Linked DNA regions of Zea mays: regions 2 and 3 are each linked to region 1. Evidence: chromatin contacts called from public Hi-C data. All regions are on one chromosome and are shown on one strand. The core of a region is the stretch at or near the end of the contact, and the rest is flanking DNA. Distances in the headings are between cores, read along the strand shown. Region 1 holds the start of LOC100282508 (60S ribosomal protein L32). Region 2 holds the start of LOC103632978. Region 3 holds the start of LOC100193909.

What was found. A called contact is a pair of places that touch in the nucleus more often than the background predicts.
Region 2: a contact with region 1 is called in a Hi-C map of leaf, with 10 times the contacts expected there. The contact joins the promoter of LOC103632978 here to the promoter of LOC100282508 in region 1. A contact is called at or near these places in 2 of 25 Hi-C or Micro-C datasets (ear and leaf).
Region 3: a Hi-C map of tassel shows a contact between it and region 1, with 2.4 times the contacts expected there. The contact joins the promoter of LOC100193909 here to the promoter of LOC100282508 in region 1. A contact is called at or near these places in 3 of 25 Hi-C or Micro-C datasets (ear, leaf and tassel).

Annotation. Positions count from the first base shown.
Region 1 is chr7:141,827,546-141,832,332 of Zm-B73-REFERENCE-NAM-5.0, forward strand. It overlaps LOC100282508 (60S ribosomal protein L32), which reads right to left and starts at 2,012. Exons shown (of 4, transcript NM_001155417.2): 1 at 1,841-2,012; 2 at 1,618-1,707; 3 at 665-846; 4 at 197-530. The coding sequence starts at 1,707. The coding sequence ends at 401. It overlaps LOC100282031, which reads right to left. Exons shown (of 6, transcript NM_001154944.1): 3 at 3,592-3,654; 4 at 3,068-3,158; 5 at 2,886-2,990; 6 at 2,337-2,617. The coding sequence ends at 2,541.
Region 2 is chr7:142,274,407-142,279,193 of Zm-B73-REFERENCE-NAM-5.0, forward strand. LOC103632978 reads right to left here and starts at 2,398. Exons shown (of 9, transcript XM_020541162.2): 1 at 1,902-2,398; 2 at 707-1,016; 3 at 506-618; 4 at 319-394; 5 at 162-190. The coding sequence starts at 871.
Region 3 is chr7:142,210,232-142,215,018 of Zm-B73-REFERENCE-NAM-5.0, forward strand. LOC100193909 reads left to right here and starts at 1,829. Exons shown (of 7, transcript NM_001138981.1): 1 at 1,829-1,957; 2 at 2,092-2,887; 3 at 4,160-4,204. The coding sequence starts at 2,814. It overlaps LOC103632982 (protein trichome birefringence-like 4), which reads right to left and starts at 1,565. Exons shown (of 4, transcript XM_008654685.2): 1 at 1,106-1,565; 2 at 645-780. The coding sequence starts at 1,310.

The DNA.
Region 1 (4,787 bases), core at 762-3,261:
TCAAACACAGTTTTGTATTGTAAATGATATCGTTTTCCTAGTAGAGTTTGAAACAAGATGGAGATGAGTAAGTTGTTAGAGATAGCCTAAGAACCCAGGCAGTGGACACCACTTGCAGCAAGAAGAGAATTTGACACGTGCAAAACAGACTGCAAGCAGTGGCTGCTGGGCGCCAACAAAAACACAGATTAACATTAACCAATGCAGACATTTTTTTTATATCAAAACTGCTGTATTTGAGATGGTAAAAGATAATAACAGTGCCACAGTTAAGTTGCTACTGATAGCAAGTGGGTTCACAGTACTCAGAATCATGAAGCAAAAAGAAATGATAACTGAATCATCATACACAGCAAGTCCTCTAAAGCCGCACCATTCCAAAACTACTGCTAGAAACAGTTTACTCATCTTCCTGGCTGCGGAGACGGGCAAGCTTATTGGTGACCACAATGTCAAGCTGAGCAGCTCGCTCCACGATTTCCTTGCGCTTCTTAGTGGACACGTTGTGTGCGATTTCAGCGCAGTATGTCCTGTTGCGAAGGAATACAAATATTAGTAAACAATTGATGGTTTTGATACAAAAGGGGGCGCTCCTGAAATAGGCAAGTTTACTGAAGAACCCCCACCCCCCCCCCCACCCCCCCCCCCACAAAAAAATGCATACCTGTTGTGCATCATAAGCAACTCCAGCTCAGAAACATTGTGCACGACAAACTTCTTAAACTTGTTGGGGAGGTAGTGCCTGGTCTTCTTGTCAGAGCCATATCCAATGTTAGGCATCAAGGTGCATCCCTTGAACTTCCGCCTGACACGGGAGTCGATACCCTTGGGCCTGCGCCAGCTTGGCTGCAGAAAACAGCATTGGTAAAATTAGCTTAAAATTAATAGGAATGTTTATGCTAGATGACATAAATATAGGGACCCAACGAATTAGAAAGTTGCACACATCTTTTTATAGGATGTCTACTTATTGCTGGACCTACAAGTCATATTCAAGACTCATTCATGGCCCTCCACAGAAAAAAAACTCTAGCAGGTTTAGGCAGGATATGACACATTTCAAATTCACCCAGTTACAAACATGACCAGAAGTAACGGCAATTAGCTACACTGGTACAGTATTGTGCATGACGCATTTCTGATTCACCCAGTAGCAAACTGGGTCAGAAGTAATGAGCATTTGCTACACTGCACAGTATTGTTTTTGATTTATCACAGCTACATAATAAGTGGAATTATAGCGGTGAAAACTATCAACTTCCACAAACGAGGGATTTGGTCACTTTCAAGTTTTAACAATTGCTTGGCCACAAACTGTTGCATCAACCAAAGGACGCATCCTAAAATGAGGAAAGCTTTTATACTAATCCAGCACTTCAGAAGCTAAGCTTACACTTCGGGCGGTTGGAGCAAGATTCTAAATCGAACGCAAGCCAGCAAGCTGTCACTAGCATCTTCCAAACTGAAACGGATCCAAGTTATTCAAATTGGTGCACATGTGACAGTTGTTCAGGTGGACCTAAAACAAGGTTAACTAGCAGCCGGCAGATGGACCAACGATGAGCGCAAATGTTTCTTTAGCACGCAGAATGAGAGCTTCAAGGGATCGTGTGGTACCTTGAGGCACTTGTAGCGGTCGAGGTGGGGCCTCTTGAACTGCTTGACCCGCTTCTTCACGATCTTCTGAGTCAACAGCGGCACCGCCATCTGCGGATACACAGTGGTGGCGAAGGGGGGAATTTCAGTTCTGGATGTGTACCACACCAACCAACCAAACAGTGGTAGCGGTGGGGATGGAGAGTGCGGTGGGGATGGAGAGTGCGGTGAGAGGTGGCCGTACCTTCAAGCGCCCAGAGCGGTTTGCGGCGAAGAAGGGAGGTCGCGCGGTGGCGGTGCGGCGGCGGCTGGTGGGCGGGCGGGCGGGCCGGCGCTCAGTTGCCTGCGGGACAGGAGCGGGTCTTTTATCCCTGAACCCTAGACAAGCAGTTCACCGTGGGCGCGTGGTCGTTTATGGGCTCTATCCACCTTAAACACAGTGAAAGACAACAAAGCGTGTATAGACCAATAGGCCTCTTACTAATCCAATCCAGCCCAGAAGTCCAGTTCTTGTCGCTAAACTTCGTTTTTATATTTTAGGATGGTTCATTTTTATATTTTAGGATGGTTCGTTAACAGTGTAGGATTGTGAAATCTGATTTCATAGAAAACTTTCGGAACCTTTTTTATTTACCGACACTGGGATGATCAAGTGAAAAAATAACCGAATCATTTATGGATCCCATTTATGCAAATGAAGCCTGAACCAAGGCCCTAATGGTTAAAAAAGGAAAGTAACATTTCAGAACAGCTCTTCAGATTCCACACACAAACGTGTAAACTAGTCAAAACAGATCAGAGTTTGCTCCAAAAATCATAGATGTCAGTGTGGAACAGCGAAAGAAACTATGAAAGTGGCAGGGAATGAAGGCTCATTTCTTGGAAAGTATTACATCTGCTGAGTTCCGAGTAAAAAGGTGAATGGATTCATTTGTTTGATGAATCTAAAGCTCGTCAGATTGGTTGGTTGGTTCTCCATTGACAGCGACAAGCTCCGTGTCAAATATGAGGGTTGCTCCACCTGCAAGAAGAAAGATAAAATGGCTCACATCAATGACCTGCAGAAGTTCACCTAGGCAGGAATCCATTCAGGTGGCAGTGCTAGGCATTGCAGGAATCCATTCAGGTGGCAGTGCTAGCAGGATAATGGAGATAAACCACTACGTGCTCTTGCCGTGCACAAACGATGTGATGATTACCCTCACAGAGTGTTTTGAATAATCCAAATGTGACTATCGCAACTGTATGCTCAAAAGACAAAGAGCAGAAAATATATATAAAAAACATACCAGGAATAGTAGGTGGCGAGCCTTGAGGCCCATAGCCAAGCTTTGATGGGATCTTCAACTTCCGCTTTTCACCAACGCACATTCCCAGGAGACCCTGATCCCATCCTATAGAGTAGATAAAGGAATTCAGACAGAGAAACATAACACAACCAACACAAAGAGTAGACATGCCAATTAATCACCTTTGATCACTTGTCCAGTGCCCAATTCAAATTCAATCGGGTCACCTCTTTCATAGCTTGAATCAAAAACCGTTCCATCAGTAAGTTTTCCCTGTAAAAAAATCACAGCAAGTGAACATAACTCAGAAGATAGTTATTGTGATCACCAAGTATTGTCTAGTATCACAATTTCTTGAACCAATGTAGGGTGGTTGAATTAACAGTTCTGCTCAAAGTTTTAAAACCGATAATAATACCATTTTTCAAAATATTACAATGCACTATTGTAAATGCCCCACTTTCCAGAATCCAACAAAAGTTACAATGTTTTATTGTTAACTGGAATTGGCAATAAATCTAGTGGCGGCGGTGACAAAGCCTATGGCATACAGATACAGACCAGAACTGAATGAGCTAAGAGAAACAATATAGGTGCGACAGTTACTGTAAAAAAGCATTCAGTTAGTTCAATGGAGGACATCTGTCAATAATGATACATTTGGCAACATAAGGGGACAGATGAGAAGGCATAGCAGTAGACTTACACGGTAGTGAACTTTAACCTTGTCACCTTTGTGAGCTTGAATGCTGCATGATTCCGGCTTGTACTGCATTTTAAAATACCCAGGCATAGCATCAATATAAGAACCTGCCTAAAATAATTGGTGCAAATGATGGCAGCACATGCGATCCTAAATTTTTGCACTCCAATTAGCATATGGTACAATTTTAAGTGTCCCAAATCTCTATTATTTTCTTTGATCTTAAGAATAATAGTTCAAAGTGTCCGTCCTTCAGGTAGTCTGTATCAAATATTTATTCTCTTGTTCTATAATTGCATGTTCAATTCTATAATCTTATCAGCAATCTCAGCAACACGTAAGTCTTGAATATCTTATATCTTGTTATTGAAGACCTCTTGCTAAGGTTCAATATCATTAGAGGTCAATATTGAATACAGAAAAAGATCTTCAATAATCGGAGATGAGACATTAAAGGCTTACATATTGTTAAGCTTCTTGATAGGATTAAAGAAATGATCATGCAATTATGGAAAAAAATGAAATATTATATAGACTACCTAAAAGAATGATACTTCCAAATATTATACTTCAGTTTAGAGCAAATACTGAGGTTTCGGGGACTTGAAAATTGTACCATTTGCTGATTGCAGTGTAAAGTTTTGAGACCATAGCAAGAAAATTGAAAGACATGTTATAAAGTTAAATCAAATGACATGCACTTGTCTTGAATGGTAACATACTGGTAAGCCATGTTAATATGTATTGACCTTTGTAACCAGACAACAGTAAGTTAAGTTAACCTTGAATAATTTGTGTATGAGTATAACTCGGTGAATAAATTAAAGAATGCTTATGTTAGAAATTGAGCCATTGACTGACAAAATCTAATGGCCAAAGTCAAACTATCTTTTGTTGTTGTTGCACCACTTGCTAAAAAAACTGCAGGAAGACGAAGAAAATTAAGACTAAAAGGACATATGAAAGGTGGCCACAAGCGAAAATGTGTCAAGATAATAACGGTATCAACGGAGATGATAATACTACTGCTCCAACCAATACAAAGGGAAAGAAAATGATAAGAGAACGTATAACTTGCATGAGATGTGATGAAAAAGATCACAAGCAAGATAGTTCCAAATGCCCACTCAATAGGACAACAAAAAAGACAAGTATTAATTTTCTTCATCTAAAACTTGAGGCATTATATTATTATAAAA
Region 2 (4,787 bases), core at 1,148-3,647, 450 kb after region 1:
TCCATGGGATGCACTCATGAAGCATGGGATGATTCCACAAACCAAACACACCAGTATAGTTTAATGCAAGCCAAGTGCAAGTGCAAGTGCACAACTAGTCCTATTTGTTACCTAAGAAACTAAACAGAAGCATGATGTAGCAAGCAGAATAAAAAGGATACATTGCTGCCTTCATAACAGGTTCAGACATCTGCAAGGGACCGAGAAATTTGACTGAGGTTTTATACGATATTAAACTGGGCAAAGTATGAAATCTCACTTCAGGCCTATACATAAGTCAAGATTCCAATCACATTGCTCAACAAACAGAAAACATACCTGGGATAACAAGCGGGCTACACCCAAAAGCCTCTGGTGATGGCTGTGGTTTGCACCAGGTTTCTTCTTAGTCTGCCTATATCAGAATTCAGAAAAAAATGTAAAAAACCAAACATTGAACATTCAAGTAACCACTAATCAGAGCAAGTGAAATTTGCAAGAGGCGTAAATAAAATAACAGACTGACTTGTTGGGGACGAGGATCGTGTTGGCCGGCTTGCGGCATGCGAGAACTGGGAACACGGCGTTGAGGACCTCCGCGAGGCCGGCGCCGAGCAGAAGCTTGAGGTCCCTCCTCACCTGCGCGCATAGAAACTCGCCACTCGCTTAGCGGGGTGGGAGGTTTCATCAGGAGATGTAGAGCAGTAGAGGAGCGACCGGGCCTCACCTTGAGGAGGTATTGGAAATAGGCGGCGCCACGGTGCTGGTTCCGGTGCTTGTACACCAGGCGCTCCAGCACCCCCGCCTCCGCCTGCAGGTGACGCAGAGCAGCCCGCAACCGCTGCTCCTCATCGCCCTCCCCAGCAGTGCCGGTCTCCGACCTCAGCGGCATGGCCTACGGCGTGTGGCGGCGGATGGCCTCGTTCGTAGCGCGGCGCGGAAGTACTTTGGGCCAAGATGGGTGCGATGGTCGTAGAATCGAACTTTGAGGACTCGACGTACGTATATGGGCTGTATCGTCTGACCCGGTCAGATGTCTGTTTGAAACACAGAAATTTTATTACAGTTATATATTACAGAAACTCAATTACAGTTATATATTCTCAAATATTTTATGCATATTTTATTTTTGTTTAATCTACTGTTCCTATAGTCCCACCCCCTCACAATGTGTTAGTAAATTTTCTATTTTCTATTTTAGTTAATTAATAACAATATTATTTGTATCTTGATTTATTATCCTTCTTTTATAATAATAGTAGAAGAAAAATATTTTACACTGAGAATCTGAGATATGGTGGCAATTGTTACAATCTATATAGTCTAGTTTCCCTAAGACCACATGTAGAAATTTTAATAAATCTCAAAGGTCCAATATCTATGTCTTCTAATGGATTCCACGAGTAAAGATGAAAGGCGCAACATTAATTAGCAATATATAGCGTGTGAGTATTGAATTAGTATTTTTCTCTTTTGGTTGTTGCGTTATCAATAGTTTCTCCATCACAGCGTCTACGTACACGCGCTGTTCGAGAGGTCTCCAAAAATCTAGTTCTTGCGAAAGATACACACCTCATGATTCAGTGTCTCTGTTCACGTTTAATCTAACTACCGATTTATGTTCATGTTGTTTGAGGTGACTAGTGTACGAGCTATACTCACACTATTTTTTGTATCCATGTTATTTAATCTGAGTTATGTACGAACTATGTTTATATTTGTTTTAAAGATTGTCGCTGTCTGTGTTCTGTTATTAATCTAAAACAGTGGCGGACGGAATTCAGGGGGCCAAAAACCACATGACAAAATCAACTAATAAACAACTACATTATAAACAACTACTGCCGCATAGCCGCATAGAGTTCAAGGTGTCAGTTATCAGTTATGCAAAATTGCAAATCTAGCATAGCTTGTTTGCTTACCTTCCTGACTGCTTGCCTTGATGGAAGGGAGCGGAGACCGACGGGCCGGGTCGTCGCAAGCGCTACTCGCCTGTGCTGCACCGGAAGACGAAAGCGGATGAGCGAGGCGCCGGGGCCAACGTCGCGCCGGGCCGGGAAGTGGACGGAGGCGCCGGGCACTGTGTGCCGCCACGCCGGCCGCCAGGGCTGGGGCTGGTCCCTAGACGCTGAGCCTGGATGCCTGGACCTGGACGGGCACATGCATACAAGAAGCCAAGAAGGCAAGAAGTGGCGGCGGCTTGACAATTGACAGAGAGAGGCACATGGGAAGAAGCAAGCCGAAGATAGCTATTGGGCCTCGGCTTGACAAAGAGAAGGCCCAATAAAGTTGATTTTAGTCTATTATGCCTTTTACATTTTCTGTATTTTATAGTAAATTATATTACACATATAAATACTGTCAAAATTTCAGGGGGACTATGGCCCACTTTGCCCCCTGTGGGTCCGCCCCTGATTCTAAAAATTGTCTACTTTTCAACCGTAAACACTAGTATAATAGTACCATATGATCCACTGATCCAGGGGGATGGTGTGGGGCGGCGTCCGGCGTGGATAGGAAAGGATCGAACTGTATCTGCAGAGGACGTCGCTTTCTTTCCTGCACACAGAGGCGACCTCCATCTGAAGAACGCTGTGAGTGATGGACCATGGCCCATGGGACCTCTGTAGGCTGTAGCCCATGCAGGTGGACGATGCAGCTCAACCACCGATCTGCCTAGGGACACAGTTTTGGTCATGCCAACTCGACAGATGTGGATCGGAGCCATTGTTAAATCTGAGAACCATGTATGGGAACGGGATCCTAGACTGCTGCAGAATCGATCTGCTGGCCCTGGAACAATGGCGTTTCCCGCGTACAAATATTCTCTCCCAGCCAATACTACGCGCAAATGGGCACACCGCAACGGCCGGCACTACACTCCACGGATCGGCCGTGTAATCTTGTGAGCTACACGGCAATCCCTCCCAGCGATGCGCGCTTGTCCTCGTGTGCCCTCTCGGTGCCTCCTCTCAACTGGTGTCTCGTCGCTGCGGCAGCAGGCCGTCGCAATCATGCGCGCTGTCGCCGTTCCCAAAAGACAAGCGGTGCAGGGACAAACCTGTCTGTCCGGCCGGGGTTGCCGCACCGGTCGTGCCTGAGAGCACAACTCGATCTCGCCGCCGGCCGATCCCGCCTCGCCATGTGTCCCTCGGCTCGGCCTCGGCGGCATGATCTGCGCATATGCAACATGATGAGTTACCGAGCATGGGATGGGTGACGAGGGGTGGATGGCATCATGGTAGAGGCAAGTTGTTGGGTCCATGCTTCGTCGCCGAAGGTCTTATAGGAAGAAGCGGTCTTCGGCTGAAGCTGTTTGCATAAGATGGCCGAAGGTTCCTCTTCATGAAGCTTCGGTATTACAAACCGACTTAAAGATAGAATGACCTTTTAGTCCATAAAGGTCTGAGTCAATGTTGTAAACTTTTATAAGGGGCATACTTGTAATTCCTCACAGGCTGCGTCCTGTGCCTATAAATAGTGAATAGTATTCCTTTACTGTTCACGGATTCTGGTAATTGTAATCGCATCTTTCGGGAACCAACCTTTGCCAAGGCAGAGGTATTATTGTATTCAATGATTCAATATATTAAGTAAATACAATATAATTCGTCTATGATTTATTTACCCTTTTATACACTATACCACAACCTAGCTATAACGACTTACTTACAGTCGGTATAAACCGTTATAGCAACGTACTATCAGTCGCTATAGAGTTATACCGACTAACACTTTCTGACGCTGTAAGTGGCGTCGGCATAAACATATAGCGACAGACATGTTTATACCGACGGACGGTTAGACGTTAAAAAGATATACCGACTAACATATTTATCTCGACAGACAGTCTGTTAGAACTTATACCGACACACTGTCTGATGCGATATATGTATTTTTACCGACTAACAATCAAACGCTACGACTATATGAGCCTAAAAAAATATATTACTAGCAGTTTCCAATTATCATCAACATCAGATAACAATTGTACTGCATTCATACATAGCAATTGTACTGCATTCATACATAGCTCATGTTGACATAGCTCATGTTTTCATTCATGACAATAACAATTGTACTGCATTCATACATAAAGTTCACAAGTTTGCTTTTGTTGTAATAAAGATCAAAATAAGTAGCAACAACACTAAGTTTGGCTTGTGAAAGCTCAGAGATACTAGCTAGTACAACCACATGTTGGTTTCACAATTTTAAGTTCACTTGCAAATTTCTCTTTTGGAGAAAATACAAAACAAAATATCTAGCCATCCATCTAAAAGAACTTTTGATCTTTCTTGTTGTAGCATCCATAGGCACCACCGCGATCTGCTTGCTATTGTCATCATGGAGTAAACAAGTGACTTACTACCTCTAGGACCTCCCTCCTGACAAAATTAAAACCCAAATCATTAGTAGACTACTTAGAAATCCATTCCAAAATAAACTATAGAATAGATACCACCATTGCTCCATGATTAAGCTAAATATACAATAGTTGAACGCAACAGAACTGAATGATCACAACACCTTGCTGCTGCTTATTGAGCCGCATGAATTTTAGAGAGCGGCTACTCAAGTGTCCTTGCTAGGGTCCGTGCTATGTTGATCAAACAAGTGTCCTTGCTGCTACTCAAGGACACCTTGCTGCTACTCAAAATATCAAACTAGAGAGCATCAACTTCTATCAATGATCCATACAAACAACCCTTGAGTTTTTAAGAAACAAACCAGCATACCATGGAGATCATTTGCTAGCTTAAGTTTTCAGTTTTTATGTGGATAAGATGGAAATGTTAGTTGCAATA
Region 3 (4,787 bases), core at 579-3,078, 380 kb after region 1:
TTGGGTAAAGCTGCTATTTAGATTAAGAACATTGAAGACTTTACATGGTTAAATTCAATGTTGCAATGAAAATGTGGTTCCTGGCTAATCCATTGGGTAAAGCTGCTATTTAGATTAAGAACATTGAAGACTTTACATGGTTAAATTCAAGCTACAGTCAAGTTCTGAAGCAGTTGGAAACCCAGTGTATGATTGATTACTACTTCAGAACTGGGCATGCTAGGCATGATGTAAATCCCAAGTTTTGGAACCCCAAGTAACTGCCAATTCTCAACCATCTAAGATTCTATCTCCAAGAGATCTTCCTAAAGCTTAACAAGGTGTTATTTCTAGACGATGATGCTGTGGTGCAGCGAGACATAAGTGTGCTTTGGTTGGTAGATCTCGAAGGCAAGGTTAACGGTGCTGTCGAGACATGTAGACAGGCATCCCATAGGTTTGATAAGTAATTCAACTTCTCAAACCCTCCTTTTGCGAATCAGGAACAAAACCAGTCTCTTCTCAGCCTCTCCAACATACCAGTTTGGTTCAATCTAACATAAGCAACACAAATAACAGAACTATAAAAAAAGCAGCAATGTAGAACTGCTTTTGTCACACGCCAATAACTAAAACGTGTAGTTGTTGCAGTAAACTTTTCTCACCTTGGGATTCTACATCCGCTGGGTTGCCACTGGAGCCTCACGTAAGCTTTGTCAGGCAGGTCGTTGAGGTGGCAGTTGAAGGACTCATCGATGTGAGGGCATGATCCCGTAGGATACAGAGGGATCATGAGTACACCTGTGAAAACATCAGACATGCCACAAAATGATTAAAAGAAAGCATTGAACCCCTACAATGTTAGTTCAAAATTGATTTGAAATGAAGTTACAACAGAAGGCATCAGGAGTATCCACTCTAATTCTCCACCATCACAACCCAAACACAAAACTGATCTATGCAACCACTCGCAGGCACAACTCAATCTGGGAGCCACCACAGCCAAGCATTGCACATAAGGCCGAAACATTTCTGTCTCCCGCCTGCTCGAGAGGCCGAGATCAACATCCCAACCACAATGCAGGATCCATGGATAGGACGAAGCAAGATACGGTTCGTCACTCACCTGCTTCGTAGGACGCGGTAGCCGTTGCAGCTCCTCCGCATCTTCGCTCTCCTTCGGCTGGAGTTTCGGGACGAGAGACTTCGCGGCGATGCGCGCGATGGGCGTAGACGGCGTCGTCGCTGCTGCTCGGCGGGGGAGAGGATGCCCTAGGGTCGACATCGCGAGAGGGCCGGCGGGCGCGAAGGGGGGCATTTGCGACGGGCATGCGTATCCGGGAATCACACGACTACGCGAGTGGGACTGTCTCCGTGGATGCGGACCCGAGAAATAGCGAGCGGGGCAGGTGCCAGACGCCGGCTGGGGGTGATGACAATCTTGAGCCGAGGGGAGGCGCGACGGAAGTCTCGGGAGGGGGACGGGCACGGTTCTGCGGGCTGGGTTGTCTCGACAGGACGGGAGAAGACCAGGTCGTGAGCGCGGTCGGAGGCGGAGGGGCGACGACGGCAATCTGGCGAGGGAGACGTGGGCGGGAAACGGGGGCGGGAGCACGGAGCCGAGGTGTGGTACTAGATAAGCTTGATTACAGGTCCTGAATACGCCGGGCCTGATCCAGGCCCACTTCCCTGCGAAACCTTTGGATTTTCAGAGGACTCGAAACTTGGGGAGCTAGCTAACGTTTTTGGTAGGCCTAGTAGCGCAATGCGGGCTTCGAATTCCCCGAGGCGGCCCATAATGCTGGCTGGGTCGTCCTGACCAATTGATGGTTCTGCTTCTGCTTTACCACTCAATCTTGTTGAGAGTCGCCGGCGCCGGCGATTCCTCCTCCACCGATTCGCCCGGCGGGAGTCTCCGCAGGGCTCACCGGGACCGCGGGTCCACGATGGCCGCCAACTTCTGGACGTCGTCGCACTGGTAAGCCTCCCCCGGCCTCGTCGCCCCCCTCCTCCCCGTTCGCGCCTCTCGATTTGGTGGCTCCGCGGACCGCGGTAAGCTCAGCGGCTGATTAGGGCGGTGTCGCCCCTGGCTGCTGTTGCTGGGATGTGCAGCAAGCAGCTGCTGGACCCCGAGGACGTGGACCTGGTGCCGGCGGCGGACCGGGAGCGAGGCATCACGCCGGAAGAGTTCCGCCTCATCAAGATCCATATGTCGTTCCGTGAGCTCCTATCCTCGCTAGTCTTTTCCTGACACCTTGCATTATCATTTCCCGATGTGAATCAGCTTTAGATTCTACACTGCTTCTGTATTGTGCACTAAAAAAGATCATACCAAACTCTGAGCTGTTAGATGTTGGAACTGCTAATCTTTTATGATATTAGACGCATCAAATGCAGACTGATCTGATGTTCAAACGATTGCTGGTTTTCCACGACTGTGACAAGTAACTTGTGTATATGTAGTTAGACCCACGAGCATCCTGCTATGTGCCTTTATATCATGGGTTTTTATGTGACGCTAAGATCAAACGTCTGCCTGCCATTTCAGTTGAGAAAGAAAGAAAAATACGATGTTTTTCTTGTTTTCACCCTACTGATTTCAAACAAACAAGTTCATAGTCCTTGGTTGTGTTATTGTGCCTTTTTGCAATCCTTGCTTTTATTAATTCAGTGCAGTCTTAATTCATAGTATTAGTGTATCGCTAAATTAGACTCCATGTTTTTAAGGAAACCAAACACATAGTTCATTTTCATACATTTACATCCATCACAGTATCTCACATTTTCACATTATTGATGTCCATTTTGCATTAGGACACCTGGTGTATTTTTGAATGCCTTATCAATACAAGCATTTGATGATTTCAGATATCTGGAGGCTAGCACAGCAGGTTAAAGTTAGGCAAAGGTTAGGCCTTGTTTGCATAACCTGATTTATTTGCTTCTTTTGTGATGCTAAAAGGAACGTGTTTGCTATCTTGATTACTTACTATATTTTGCACTTCGCATGTTTCCTTCTACATCTTGTAACTTATATAGATGGTAAAAGAATTAGAGATCACATCATATAGGTTGTTGGTTTATTAACTGAAAATCAGCACACAGAGATATTTAGTTGGTGTTTGGCGAGTGGAAAATGATGACTGTGGATGGGATATGAGGAATCGGTTATATCTAAACCCCAAATTTGCATAGCGTGAAAGGGATGTGCTGTAGAATCGTGAATGGGAAATGAGGAGCTTTTATCCACCGATCTAAAGAGGCGAGGGAGGTGGGTTTTGGGTGGGGCCCTTTTAATCTTATACAGTAGATTCACAATTCTATTTGCTTGGCTACTGGGGACACAACTTACTGGTTGGATCTATGTTCACTTGTTTTGTCACTTCTTTTTTGTATGCTTCTTTGGAGCAATTATTTGCAGTTCCAGGTTGAAGAACGCTTCAGAGATGTCATGAAGAGAATCTTCAGATTTCGCAACAAGATTTGTTTTGCTGTGGTCATACTTAAATTTTCTTTCTGACTTAATGAGGAGCATCTTTATTATTAAAGATTGTTCCTAATCTAAAAACCCAGTGCAGAACATTGGAAAAGTACAGGATACTATCCTTCTCAAAACCCATCTTTTAATATCCCAGTCCCAGTCCATATCACAAACCCATGGTGCATCCAAAGTTCCAAACGCCACCTTAGTGTTTGTTCCTCCCCCATCATTTTGTTGCTGATGTTCCTACTCCAGGTGCAATAATAAGGGGGTGTTTGAATGCACTATAACTAATAGTTAGTTGGCTAAAAATTGATAGTAAAATTAGCTAGCTAACAAAGACCTACCTGACTATTAACTAATTTACCAAAAATAGCTAGTAGCTGAACTATTAGCTAGGTTGTTTGGATGTCTCAACTAATTTTAGCCACTAACTATTAGCTTTAGTTCATTCAAACACCCCACAAAATGTTGGCATCTTTAAGAGAAAGATGAGTTTGTCAAATAGAATTCTTATGTTACTGTATGCTCATCGACCATATGAGTGCAACAGTACTTACAGGATTACAGTAAAAAGTAATATTGAGTGCATCTCAAGTCTCAACAAATGAAGTTTTTACATAACATGCATGTTATATCCTGTCTTTAGCTTGTCTGCCAAGATGTGATCTTTGTGACCTTAAACTGTTGTTATTTCAGAGTTGTAGCTACAGCAATAGCTTACTTCAGGCGTGTGTATACAAGGTATGCTTCTCTATGTAAGGATACACTGCATGTGCATCTGTGTTTGTATGCATTGTAGAATTATCACTTCTAAATTCAACTGGTAGTCTTACTACTTAAGACGAAGGAAACAGTGTCATCACAAGATTTGTAGAATTGTGTCCTATTTTTTCGACTGTCCTCTATCGGATCGGATACAGATGGATATTACTCGCCCTATATTTGTTTTACATCTTCTCTTCAGCTTCGCATATGATACAAATATTATTGAGTTGTGTAGATAAGATTTGAATCGATATCGACGTCTTAAATATCCAACTTTGAGTATACGAATACGTATCGGATACTGAATATTTGGACTCAGATATGGATCGGATCTCAGCCCTCTTAGACGGATCGGTTTCGAATACGGACGGATAATATCCATACCATTTACATCCCTAGCCCTCTATTATGGTAGTGCTCATCTCTTAAAACTTTTTAACTTGAAATACAAAAACCATGTCTGAAACCTAATCTTCTGAGTCATTAGCTCGGTTAAATATATATTATTGTATCACTTTTTTCTATATGTTCTCCTGAAAAACATTGAATTATTTGTTCT